Linked DNA regions of Zea mays: region 1 is linked to region 2. Evidence: chromatin contacts called from public Hi-C data. All regions are on one chromosome and are shown on one strand. Each heading gives the region's core, a stretch centred on a gene start, on an enhancer-like site or on the middle of the called end of the contact. The rest is flanking DNA. Distances are from core to core; before and after follow the strand shown.

Evidence for each region. Hi-C and Micro-C count contacts between places; a contact is called where the count stands out from the background.
Region 1: a Hi-C map of leaf shows a contact between it and region 2, with 3 times the contacts expected there. The contact joins the promoter of LOC606409 here to the promoter of LOC100382485 in region 2. A contact is called at or near these places in 2 of 25 Hi-C or Micro-C datasets (ear and leaf).

The regions. Positions count from the first base shown.
Region 1 is chr4:16,194,876-16,201,660 of Zm-B73-REFERENCE-NAM-5.0, forward strand. It overlaps LOC606409 (protein disulfide isomerase), which reads right to left and starts at 3,806. Exons shown (of 10, transcript NM_001112284.2): 1 at 3,568-3,806; 2 at 2,942-2,972; 3 at 2,550-2,837; 4 at 2,255-2,443; 5 at 1,990-2,115; 6 at 660-797; 7 at 389-508; 8 at 179-296; 9 at 1-3. The coding sequence starts at 3,752.
Region 2 is chr4:16,060,383-16,066,611 of Zm-B73-REFERENCE-NAM-5.0, forward strand. It overlaps LOC100382485, which reads left to right and starts at 3,689. Exons shown (of 1, transcript NM_001175224.1): 1 at 3,689-4,374. The coding sequence starts at 3,763. The coding sequence ends at 4,218.

The DNA.
Region 1 (6,785 bases), core at 2,556-5,055, 130 kb after region 2:
GGACTGCAACAGAGTTATACATATCAAGACTATTTCAATCTATTAAAGGGAAAAAAAGACTTCCATCCCTGAGACGAAGACAAGAACTACATGCTAAACACAATTCTGTTGAAATTTTGCCTCCCATAAATAATTCTTATTGTTTGATGAAAAATAACAGAATAATCAGGCCACATACCATTTTTGCCAGATTTGAAGACGAAGTCGTGGACGTTGTCAGCGACAACCACCTTAACAGGCTCATTGTTGACCTCAGGAATAGGCTCAGACTTCCTGAACGGCGTCAATTTGCCATCCTACAAATATAACAGGTCAATGAGCTCTACAATAGTACTAATTAAACCGAACAAGTACTCGCAAGAGTGTATTGAAGTCAACCAGCACTTACAAAGTACTCCTTCAACCAAGCGACGATCTGGTCAGCCTCAACGTGAACCTTCAAGAACTTCTTGGAGTCACCATCCTGGATGAGGATAAGGGGTGTCTGGTCCTCTTTCAGGCCAAAGTACTGTCATTGCAACAGTTTGACCGGTTACCATAGAGGGTTTTGGTATGTGAAATTAGGTAGTGTTTGGTTGAAGAGCCAAGTAGAACGGAGCGGCCTCAACCAAACACTACCTTAAAAAGACATCACGCAGAAGGGGAAGTGAGAATCAAACCTGGAAGGCACCCTGGCTGGCTTCGATGTCACCAATAAGGAACTTGATTTCCTTGTCCTTGAATTCCTCCGCGGCAGCAGAGTAGGCAGACTTGAAAGAATCAAAAGGTCCGGTGGAGAAGTTCAAAAACAGCATAGCCTGCCAATCATTTGGTGTCACAGAACAGTGAAAATAGTCAGTGATGAATATTTTAAAACCATTTCGCAAGTGCAATGCTGTTTCCCAAGACGCCACTGTTTCCCAAGACGAGCTGGGTACGCCTGGACACACCTAGGTGACGCCTTTGAAACACTGCTGTAAACATCCTTTTCCAACCCACAAGAATTATAGCTTCATTAAAATATGGCTAGAACAAGTTGTTATGCAAAACCAAAAAGGTCAACGATGGCACTAGAAATATACTACTTCATAATTAAGAGACTCAAGACTCCAAATTGTCAAGCATTGCATTCAATACAGTTATGCTGCGTTCGGATGTATGCATTGAGCCTTGGAATTAGGAATGGGCATTGAAACCCCTGTATGCCAGCTGTTTGAATGTCCTAGAATACGGAACTAGAAATGGACTCCAATGCCAACCGGTATTCATCAGGCAATCGACCACATGCCCTCCATACCGAGCGATATTCACTGGAATCATGCATTCGTCCTCATCCCGTCTCCTCGCCTCTCTGTAAGCACCGCTATGTAATCGTGCATTCATCCTCATCCTGTCCCCTCGCCTCTCTGTCAGCACCGCCCTTCCCTCTCCTCCGCCGGCGAGTTGTGTGTCTTCTCCCCCTTCCTCCGCCGGCGTGCCACACGGCTGCTCCCCCGCCTCCCTCCACATGAGGGCCCCTCCGTGGTGAGCCTAGCACCCCTCTGCCAGCGGACACCAGCCTCCCCCCCCCCTCCGGTGCTACGGATCCGGGAGGGGCGCGTGGATCCAAGAGGGGCAACACTACTCTCCTATGTGCGGCAATAGCAGTGAGGGGTTGCCCGAGTAGTGGTCACTTATCAGCCAAGGTGGAAGAAGAGGACAAATACAGAAAATTGAAATGAGTCCCTTCCTAAGATTCCAAACTCCAATACAATGACACAGACATACAAACAATAGAATTGGATTTGCATTCCATTCAACACCATGGCTGATTTGGTATTGAATCCAATTCAATTACATGCCCTCCAACATCAACATCCAAACGAAGCATTATGGCACACTAAAGCAAGTTGGATGCAGGCATGGTAGCTTGTGATCAAATGAGTTGATATCCAGTAGTAACTGAAGTTATAAAAATGGCCATGTTAACCAACAAATGGCCAAGTTATTAAAAAATGACATGTTGTTTACCTTGGGGGCTGAGCTTTGGAAGAATTTCATGAGGTATGGGTGGTTGTCAGGGTTCTTGTCAAAAGTGACAACTCTAGGGATGGTGCTAGCATCAATAAACTTCATCAGTGCAGCGACATCAAAATCCTGCACAATGTAACAGCATTGTGTCACTAGTGACAAACTCACATGATATTTGCATAGATGGTAAGCATAATTACAAGTATGAAATAAATGGGCGCTCCAATAACTACAGCCAAAATGTAACAAAGAATGTGAGTAAAACCTTGCTGTCAACAACAAGCTCATCAAATGGCTTCAGCAGCCTGACCAATGGCCGTTCCACTGCTGCATCACCACGTGGGAGGTGGTTGGCATGCAAAGTGTGGCCAAAGTCGTAGTCAGACCTCAGCTTCTCTGCGACCTCCATGAAGTTTGTAAATTCGGTGCCGCTGAATTCAGCGAAGATACCAACCTGTAAAATTGCAATTATTATGTACAATCAGTTGGCCTGATCATCATAATACAGATTAAGTGATTACTGAATAAAAACAGGTGAAAACTTTGAATTGGAAGCTTACAATGTAGATCTTCTTGTCATCGATAAGGGCCGTCGCATCTTCTGGTGACTTGATCTCCTTGGACGCAGGGCCAACCTGCTTCTTCAAGTAATCCACAATGCCATCAGCCTCCCTAGGGCCCTTGTATTCCTGAATGTTCTTCCCCTGGTCCCTGAATATCTTGATGGTTGGGAACCCTTGGATCTCGTACTTGGTAGCAAGCGGCCTGTTCTTCTCCTCGTTAGCATCAACCTTAGCGAGAACAATCGGTGGGTCATGCTTGCTAAGTGCCTTGGCCGCATTCTCATACTGAAACATCAAAGAAAACACAGTTTAGCTTATGGGATTAAACCAATCAGAACACAACCCATGTGTAAGTAAAGGTAGTGATTACAGAGTAGGAGATCCATTACCTCTGGAGCAAGTTTCTTGCAGTGCCCACACCTGCAGGTTCGATTTGACAACATTAGCTATAACAATTTAACTAATAGAGATGATTTACCGATAGCAACAGTAATCACACAGAAGTAAGAGTGTAAGACAACAGTGAAGTTCAAACTTGTAAGTGTGTCCTAAAAGTAGTCACACAGAAGCAACAGCACATGAGTACAGTTAAGTGCGGACATGATTCTTAAACATGACAAAAAAAAGGCACCGCACAGACGTCAAATCAAGCACACCAACCGCAGAAAACGAACAAAACCCACGATTCATCACCCTTGAGCCATCGAGTAACCAGACCAAACAAGGAATCGACGAAAACAACAGCTAGCACTACTCGTCTAAAGTCTTGGCCTGGAACTTCGAGCTGCCGCGCGCGTGAGAGAACAGTAAACAAAAACAAATCCACGCGAAGAACAGCGACCAAATCAGTGCGAATTAGACACCAGACGCCGCGTAACAACATGAAAAAAAAACAACCCGAGCACAAGTCCAGCATCTGAAAAGAACGCCCACGCATCACTCCATACCCACAGCCTAATCCCCGATCCGAGATCTACCCGTACTGCTAGAAGAATCGGTCAAGCTGGGGGCTCACCAGGGGGCGTAGAACTCGACGACCATGAAGGGGTGCTTGGCGACGGCCTCGTCGAAGCTGTCGACGTCGAGGGTGAGCACGGCCTCGCCCTCCGCGGCGGCGGCGGGCTCCTCCTCCGCCCGGGCGGAGAGCGCGACGGCCAGCGCGAGCAACAGCGAGATCCAGGCCTTGGAGCGGATCGCCATGGCGGAGCAGCGGAGTGTGGCCCGGGTCAGATTTCGTCCGGAGGGGTGAGACACGAGGCAGCACGCTGCTGCCGGGGGATTTAAGGGCGGCGGGGCACGCGAGGAGTCCACAGTGAGGGACTGGACTGGGACTGGCGCCCCGGGTCCACCAGGGCCTGGGCTGCGGGTCCCCTCCGCCCGCGCAGGTCACGAGATATTTGCAGGCCACGTTTGCAGTTGGGTCCCTGTGGTTATCGCGAATAGCTTGAATAATCGCGTCATTAAGAGGCGCTAAAGACGGTGGGTAGGAAAAGACCGCGTTGCCTGTTTTTTTAGGATGTAATTGATAAAAGTTAAGGGGGCTAAACAGTGGGCGGTCGGTCCTAACTCCTAAACGCGCCGCCGGGTACACGGTGGCGGGCGGCCACGTACATGGGCGGGGCCTGGGCCAATCGCGGGACTCCACGTCACGGATGTGACATGCCCACGGCCTCTGATTAGCCGCGCGACGTGGGGGCGGGGGGTGTTTGGTTTACTTCGTATGAATGTTTAAATAATATATATATAATAGTATGTACTTATAAAACTAATTGTACAAACAAACGAGACAAATTTATTAAATATAATTAAATCTATATTGAATATTTGCAATTGATATTCAAATATTTGATGCGGTAGGACAGAGATGGCAATGTGTACGGGTATGATTAAATAATCATGGATCATTATCCATTGGATTGGGTATGGTGGAATTTTTTATCTACGGGTACGGTTATGGATATAATAAGGTATCCGCGGATATTTTTTCACGGGTATGGATATCCAGTATCCACACCTATTATCTGATGGATATCTAACATGTGGACCATCCAGATTTAATATATTATCCTAAATTATCATTTTTCAATTTTTATTCATGGCGTGTTGTTTGGTGTTGAAATTATCATTTCATACTGTTAGAATGATAATTTTTGGAATGTGATAAATTGTTGTTTGGTGTTGAATGCTAAAGTTGTAGTGGACGGAGGTAACTGGTATCTGCCGGATAGTGCATACCCGGCGGGTACGGGTATGAATACAGATCCATACCTACGAACGTTTATGGTTACAAATATGAGTTGGGTTTTGTTTCGTAGTTATGGATTCGCGAAGTATATATCCGTATACTACCCACTCGATTGTAATTTGTAGATATAGACCAGTTCAGTGAGAGTATCGTGGTGAACATCAACATCATATGTAGTATAGGGTCAAATTAAATACGGTGTTTTATACAAAGATGCGGTTCCTTGAATGGTTAACTTTTCAAGGTGGATATAGGGTGTGTTTGGTTTAGCTTTTGGCTTTGGCTTTTGCCCCCTAAAAGCCAAAAGCCAACCAAAGGGTTGGATTTAGGAAGCAGCTTTTTCTAAAAGCTGACTTTCTCGCAGTGCAAAACTGAAAGCACCCCTGGACCTGCTTTTAGTGGCTTTTGGATGAAACTGTGAAAACATATATCGAAGAACTTTTAACGACTTTTAGTGGTTTCCATCAAACAGTTTTTAGCTTTTTAACAACTCACAGCCTACAGCAGTTTTTTCCACAGCTCACAGCCCACAGCAACTTTTTTCACAGCCACAGCCCAACCAAACAGACCCATAGTACATTATCGGGTTGTTTTTTTTTTTACAAGAAGGTATATTGTCGTTGACTGTTCACGTGCGAGCATATACGGATCGATCACGATTCACAACTCGTGAATCACGAGACCTGATCCTGATGGCTGATGCAGCTTGTGTGTGACAGCTAATCATGCATAGACAGCGAGGTAGGTACAACTCTGAGCTCTTGATCGATTTTTTAAGTATAAAAAGCAGCTAAAAAACTATATAATATAACTTTGAGCCTCCAGATCATAAATATAATTCAGAAATTATAGAGTCATGTAGATACATGCTCTTCTATTTTTCTAGTTGAAGCTAGTCTCTTATATTTTTTCGGTTAACCTCTAAAACCAACCAAAAATCATATATTAAGATCTTGTTCAGTTATTTCCATTACACATGGATTAGATGAAATTGGAAAAAATTAAGAAATTTGACTTTCTTTGAATTTAAACCACCAAATCCATATGGATTGAGAGCGATCCGGACAAAATTAAATAGGGTTGTACATGTCCTAATAGACGATCCATCAATATCGTGTTAACCATTATTATACATAGTATATATAGACATATAGTCGCCAATCAACATCAAATCTCATCGAGCAGAAACTAAATAGTCCGAATAAAGTGTTCTTCTGTTCTTGGATTACCGAAATTCTTTACGCGCAGAAACACAGAGAAGCGAGCAGGGAAGTCACGGGGACTGGGAGCATAGTAACATTTCAATATGGGAGGTGAGATCCGATAGATTCTCAACTTCTATTCGGTGGCCGAAATGGAAGCGCATCAAGGGCGAGTCGAGATTCTCGTAAAGTGCGCGCTCAAATCCGGACAAAACTATGTACTAGTATTTGCTACATATTGTGCTGTAAAGAAAAGTGTCCCATGATTTTTTGTTGTCAGATTAGCAACGCACCAAAGGTTGACGCTGTACATTTTTGTTCGCTTACTAACGGTAATAAAGTAGCTAGGCGGTTTCTTTTTGTTGTTGTTCTGTAAATGACGACACCAGCCTCTCCCTCTCGTTTGCTCTACCACCAGAGAGAGAGAAAAAAGGCCAGCCATGCACAAACAAAGTACTAGCAGGCTTTGCTCATTCTTTGCATTTGGCTCTCCAGATTAGGTATTGCTCAATTCGACTGTGGATTCCAAAATGCATTTACACTCACTGGACAATGGTATTAACGTGATTGCCGTATTTTTCTTATTCTTTTTTAGTAGATTCGTATGCCATTTACACTTTTAGGACTCTCTTAGAACCCAGAAATTTAATAGGAATGTGTCGGTACCTTAAAACAGGGGTATCCTCTTCTATAGTGTGAAGACGCTACACCCGTACGACACCTCCAGGTCACACGGAGAGCGGCACCCGACCCCACCACATGGGCAAGCCTAAGGGCACTACGTGG
Region 2 (6,229 bases), core at 2,439-4,938:
CTCACACACTTCTTCACCTGGGTATCCACTCAGTTTCGTCGCCCGGTCCGTGCTCTGCAGTGTGATAATGGCCGCGAGTTCGATAACAACGCCTCTCACTCTTTCTTCCTCACTCATGGCGTCCAGTTGCGTCTCTCGTGCCCCTACACCTCTGCACAGAACGGCCGAGCCGAACGCATGATCCGCACCACCACTAATATGCTCTGTTGCCTCCTCTTCCAGGCGTATCTCCCTGCCAGCTACTGGGCAGAGGCCCTGCACACTGCCACCCACCTCCTCAACCGTCTTCCCTCGAAGGCGGTGCGCCACCCTACCCCTCACTTCGCCCTATACGACACAACCCCTTCCTATGACCACCTTCGCGTGTTCGGTTGTGCCTGCTACCCTAACACTTCCGCTACCGCTCCACATAAGCTTTCTCCTCGCTCCACCCGTTGTCTATTCCTTGGCTACTCCCCTGACCACAAGGGGTACCGGTGTCTGGACCTCACCTCCCACCGCATCATCATCTCTCGTCACATCATCTTCGACGAAGATGTGTTTCCCCTTGCTGGCTCCACCCCACCCACCGATCTTGACTCCCTCCTCGAGTCCGATCTGATTCCTCCCCCACCTCCGGCTCCCCGTCTTGCGCCGTTACCTGCTCCTCGTGCGGCCACTACGACCTCTTCCGCGCCACGCGCGGCCCCGTCGACCCCGCCTGCGCCACGCGCGGACCCGTCGACTCCGGCTCGCTTCGCCAACCCCGCACTCGTCTACCATCGCCGCGGCCACACCACTACCTCGGCGCCCCCCTACTCGGTCCCGTCGACGAGCGCGACCCGGTTCGCCGACCCCGCCGTCGTCTATCACTGCCGCGAGCCGGCCCCACCAGCCGCTCTCGACGTTCCGGCGGTTCGCTCCGAGTCGTCCGTTTACCACCCGGTCGCCATCCACCGCGACCCCGGGCACGTCCACCCGATGGTGACTCGGCGCGCTGCTGGCGTTCTCCGCCCCATCGACCGGCTAATCCTGGCAGCTGCTACGTCTAGCACTCCACCCGACGCTTCCCCGGTGCCCTCCTCCGTTCGCACTGCCCTCGCCGACCCACATTGGCGTCGTGCTATGGAGGAGGAGTACGCGGCCCTCTTGGCCAACCACACCTGGGACCTGGTGCCGCGTCCACCAGGCACCAACGTGGTCACCGGCAAGTGGCTATTTCGCCACAAGCTGACCTCGGACGGCTCCCTCGACCGCTACAAGGCCCGTTGGGTCCTTCGGGGCTTCACCCAGCGTCCTAGAGTGGACAACGACGAGACCTTCAGCCCTGTCGTCAAGTTCGCCACTGTTCGCACCGTCCTCTCCCTCGCCCTCTCCCGCGACTGGGCGATCCATCAGCTCGATGTCAAGAATGCCTTCCTCCATGACACTCTGACGGAGACTGTCTACTGCAGCCAGCCCACCGGCTTCGTCGACGCTGACCGTCCGGATCTGGTTTGCCGGCTGAATAGGTCCCTGTACGGCCTCAAGCAGGCGCCACGGGCTTGGTACAGTCGCTTCGCCTCCAACCTGGCCTCCATCGGCTTCGTCGAGGCCAAGTCGGACACGTCCCTGTTCATCTATCGGCGCGGCGACGACACCGTCTACCTCCTGCTCTACGTCGACGACATTGTGCTCACGGCATCCACCGACGACCTTCTACACCGCACGATCGTCGCCCTTCAGTGGGAGTTCGCGATGAAGGACCTGGGGCCCCTACACCACTTCCTCGGCATCACCGCCGAATGTCGGCCTCAGGGTCTCTTCCTCCACCAGCGCCAGTACGCCATCGACATCCTGGAGCGGGCTGGCATGTCTGACTGCAAGCCCTGCTCCACGCCTGTCGACACTCAGGCGAAGCTCTCTGAGGACGACGGACCTCCGGTCGCCGACGCGACGTCATACCAGAGCCTCACCGGCGCGCTCCAGTACCTCACGTTCTCCAGGCCCGACATCGCTTACGCCGTCCAGCAGGTGTGCCTGCATATGCACACTCCGCGGGAGCCCCATCTCACTGCGCTCAAGCGGATTCTGCGCTACCTCCGCGGCTCCCTCGACTACGGCCTCCTACTCCGCCCATCCCCGACGTCGGAGCTCGTGGTCTACACCGACGCTGACTGGGCTGACTGTCCCGACACGCGCCGGTCCACCTCCGGCTACGCCGTGTTCCTGGGCGCCAACCTCGTCTCTTGGGCCGTCAAGAGGCAGCCCGTCGTCTCTCGCTCCAGCGCTGAGGCCGAGTACCGTGCCGTGGCCAACGGTGTGGCAGAGGCCTCCTGGCTGCGCCAGCTCCTCCACGAGCTCCACAGTCCTCTTCAGCGCGCCACTCTCGTCTACTGCGACAACGTCAGTGCGGTCTACCTCTCCACCAACCCCGTGCAGCATCAGCGCACGAAGCACGTAGAGATCGACCTACACTTCGTCCGCGAGCGTGTCGCTGCCGGTGACGTTCGGGTTCTCAGCGTCCCCATCACGCTGCAGTTCGCCGACATCTTCACCAAGGGACTACCATCGAGTGTATTCTTAGACTTTCGATCCAGTCTCAACATCTGTACAGGATAGAGTTGTGACTGCGGGGGGTGTTAGACTACCCGTCTAGGATTCTAGAATTTCCCGTGTAATTACCGTCTCACCCCTCACTGTAATGGGTCTGGCCCAGTTACTAAGTCTATTAATACTACTCCCCATCCCTGGTTAGGGGCATGGGTTCGTATTCCAACAGAAATAAATAAGATGAGCCGAGTAAATTTGGTTCAGAAAGTCAAACAAATTATATAAATTAGGACTGAGTGAGTATACAATGACTCTCTATGCGCAACGAAGATTCTAGTTTTTCAAAGAGTAAATGGATCTCAACATTTGATTAAATATATAAAATAAAGTATTAAATGCTTAATAACTATCTTGAGATGAATTATGAAATGTATTTTTATGATAAACTTATTCAGAAATCAGACATATAAATATTCACAATATTTTCTATAAATCTAGTAAAAAAATATAGTCCAAACACACATTCTATTTGGGAACACAGACACCAGACAGGGAGCAGCAGGCAGATCAGATCCCTTGTTCCCAACTCCCAAGCAACACCGCATCTTCAGCAGAAAGCCATCAGAATGCAATTCCATGTGGGCTGTTGCTCTCCCTCCAAAAGACCAGAACCACTCAAACACTGCTGATCTACATGTTCATGGATTCCAGGCAGCCACCCTTTGCTTTCCAATCACCCCATCCCCATCCATATTGGACAGCAGTCACCCTTTTCCTCAAAATGTACTGGCAGTTTGGTCCAACCAGCAGCATCCTTTATTCACAGCTTCTGTTAGGTTGGCCAGACCCAAGAGCCTCCTGCATGCCCCTGAACTTGTGGGTGCACATATAAATCCTGCAGAACAAGTGAATCATTTGCAGCATGAGTGCCTGTCATTTCGCTGATCAACAGTGTGCATTAATCCAAGAACAGTGATTGCTCTGTCATCCATGTCTTCAAAGTTGGAACTCCATGACTGAAGCTACGTCTTCAATTCAACGGACAAGCCAATTCCAGGTAGGTAGATGAGGATGTTGCACCATCCATGGCAGCAGTACAGACCAAGTGTTCCACATATGTAGAATTACACACATATATAGAGAGATACTAAGGGGCTAAAGGAGTAGCGGTAGTAGAGACATACATCAACACCACACACACACACACACACATGCTCCTACACCTGAAACATTTGCAGGCTCGCATCAGGCATGGATGATGACTTCACTTTCCCCACTCTTCACGCAGGAGGCCAGCTCGTTCCATCAGCGTTCCCCCCGCACCAGCTCGGCCTCGGCGGCTCCCCCTCGCGGTGGTTCCTCGCCACCGTTGCTGGGGAGGAGGAAGAAGAGGAGGAGGAGGAGGAGGAGAAGATGGACATGCTGTGGGAGGACTTCAACGAGGAGCTCGCCAGCGTGCCGCCGCTGTGCCCGCTGAGCCCTGTGATCAACAAGGAACGGTTGGCGATGAGCTGGCTCGACCTCGACGACGACGACAAGATGGTCGTCGTCGATCTGGAGAAGCACTGCAAGGGCAAACATCCCCACCACCCACAGGACGGCAGGGTGGTCCGGCGCCGGAAGTGGAGCCTCATGCTGATGCTCAGGCTCCTCAAGAAGCTGTTCCTCGTCAACAAGTCCAGGAACCCGAGGACTGCGCCCATCTGATCTCATCTGATCTGATCGTTCCAAGAAATCAGTGGCGGATGAGATGAGTGACACAAAACATAGTAGTGTGTGTGTGTGTGTGATCGTACAATGCTCTATACAAGTTTTAAGTTCACTTGATGTTTCTCTGTCAGAGTTTACTTGATGTCCCTCTTCAAAGTTGCGTTTTTCTTGCTATCGATAACACTATCCTAACTACCTGTGTCTGAAACCGATACATTGTTTGTTGTTCTTTTGATGATCCAAGTGCAGCAGCATTGTTCATCAACAAGAGCATGCAGAACCAAATTCTGCATGGAAGAAGTCTGAAACGTTTGTCAGTTTGAACTGTTGGAACTTGATATGTATACTGGTCAACTCCAGTTACTGCCAGGAATTGGATGCCACATACACTGGATACCATCCTGAGCTCAACTCAGCCGTGGCGAAATGGCTCTGTCCGTACGATTCCTTGAGTGCAATGCCAATCAGCTGGCAACGAGATATGTGCCTTTGCCATCAAGAACCTACCGAAATGAAGGGGCCATTAACTGCAGAATGAGGCCAAAGCTTTTCTGGTGGTTGCACCAACACCATCTCCGTGGCGCAAAATGGGATGCCAATCCAAGTCCCCCAGCCTCATGAACAGAACAGCACGCTGAAAAAAATTGCAGCCGACAAGAGGCCGCGATCAGAGTACCATCTCTCTCTCTCTCTCAGCATTATTATTATTAGTGATCTACCTCATCTATCACTAATCTTAATCCGGCTCGCCTAACCACACCATGATCAACGAACAGTGTCACTGACACATCGCAACCAACAGGAAGCCGCGATCAGAGTAGAGAGTACCATATCTCCGGCCATTAGTGGTCTAAATGCCCTGCCTCATCCATCATTAATCTTAATCCGGCTTGCCTAATCGCCCCCACATGATCGATGAACAGCTGTAGGAGCAGTACAGTGTACACCTCTCTGCCCCTTAATTTTGTTGAAGTCGGTTCTCCGGGTGACAGTGACACTGACAGGGAGCTTCTTCCTCGTCCTTGGGAAGTACTGCTAGAATCCGCCGCACTGGCTTGTAAATGATTCTACATTTCTACGAGGAGACACCCTGACCAACTCTGGCAAAATTGGTGCTAGTACCTTTGCTGATTTCTTTACGTACCGTAAAAACGCTTGGTCGCCAAGAACAACCATAAGATGACTCTATTAACGGTAACATCAAAAGGCCATTCTCATGTTGTTAACCGGCAGACTGAATCATTGGGCAATGATTGGATTAGATCCCAGCTAACCAGCTTCATCAGATGCCACACGATCAGCTTAGCTGTTGCTCGTGTCTCACACTCGTACTTATCGCCAGTACGTACTGCAAAAGGGGGGGGGGGGGGGGGGGGGGGGTGATGAATTGAGTAGAAAGGAATTAAAGGGAGGCCTCATCAGCGGAGCTGAGCTGCCGAGCCTGACTGAGAGACCTCAGCGCGTGGTCTTGTTCTTGTGCCCATCTGCAGCGAGCCATCGACCAACAGAAAACAGAGTGAAGCAACACGAGTGAAGCAACACGGAGGTGGAGTGGAGGGCCAAGACAAGAGCATGCATTTGACATGGATGCAGCAACCGACATGGAGAGCAGGTTGGTCTCGACAGCAGCAACTGGTTGTGCATGTTTTGTGCCTGTCAGCTTCGCTGTTGTAACCAACAAAAAAAATCTTATTTCACATGAAAAAAATATTGCGCTGAAATCAAATCTCTATTATATAAATCACGGTTCCACGGTCGGCGAACGTCATCCTTGTCCTTCATAAGCGGTTCCAGCCATTTGATATTGGGTATTAAAAATTCAAAAGATTAAAGAAATTAGTGCTCTAACACTATTTTATGTAATACATTATTGACAAATTACTATAGACTACCTAAAACTTGAGTATTTAATGAATACCTATAAAACCCCATGGGCCCGCCTCTGTTCTTCCCATTTTATACGAAATAAAGTAACATTACGCATGAGTGGAGGTTGGAACTCTGGCTG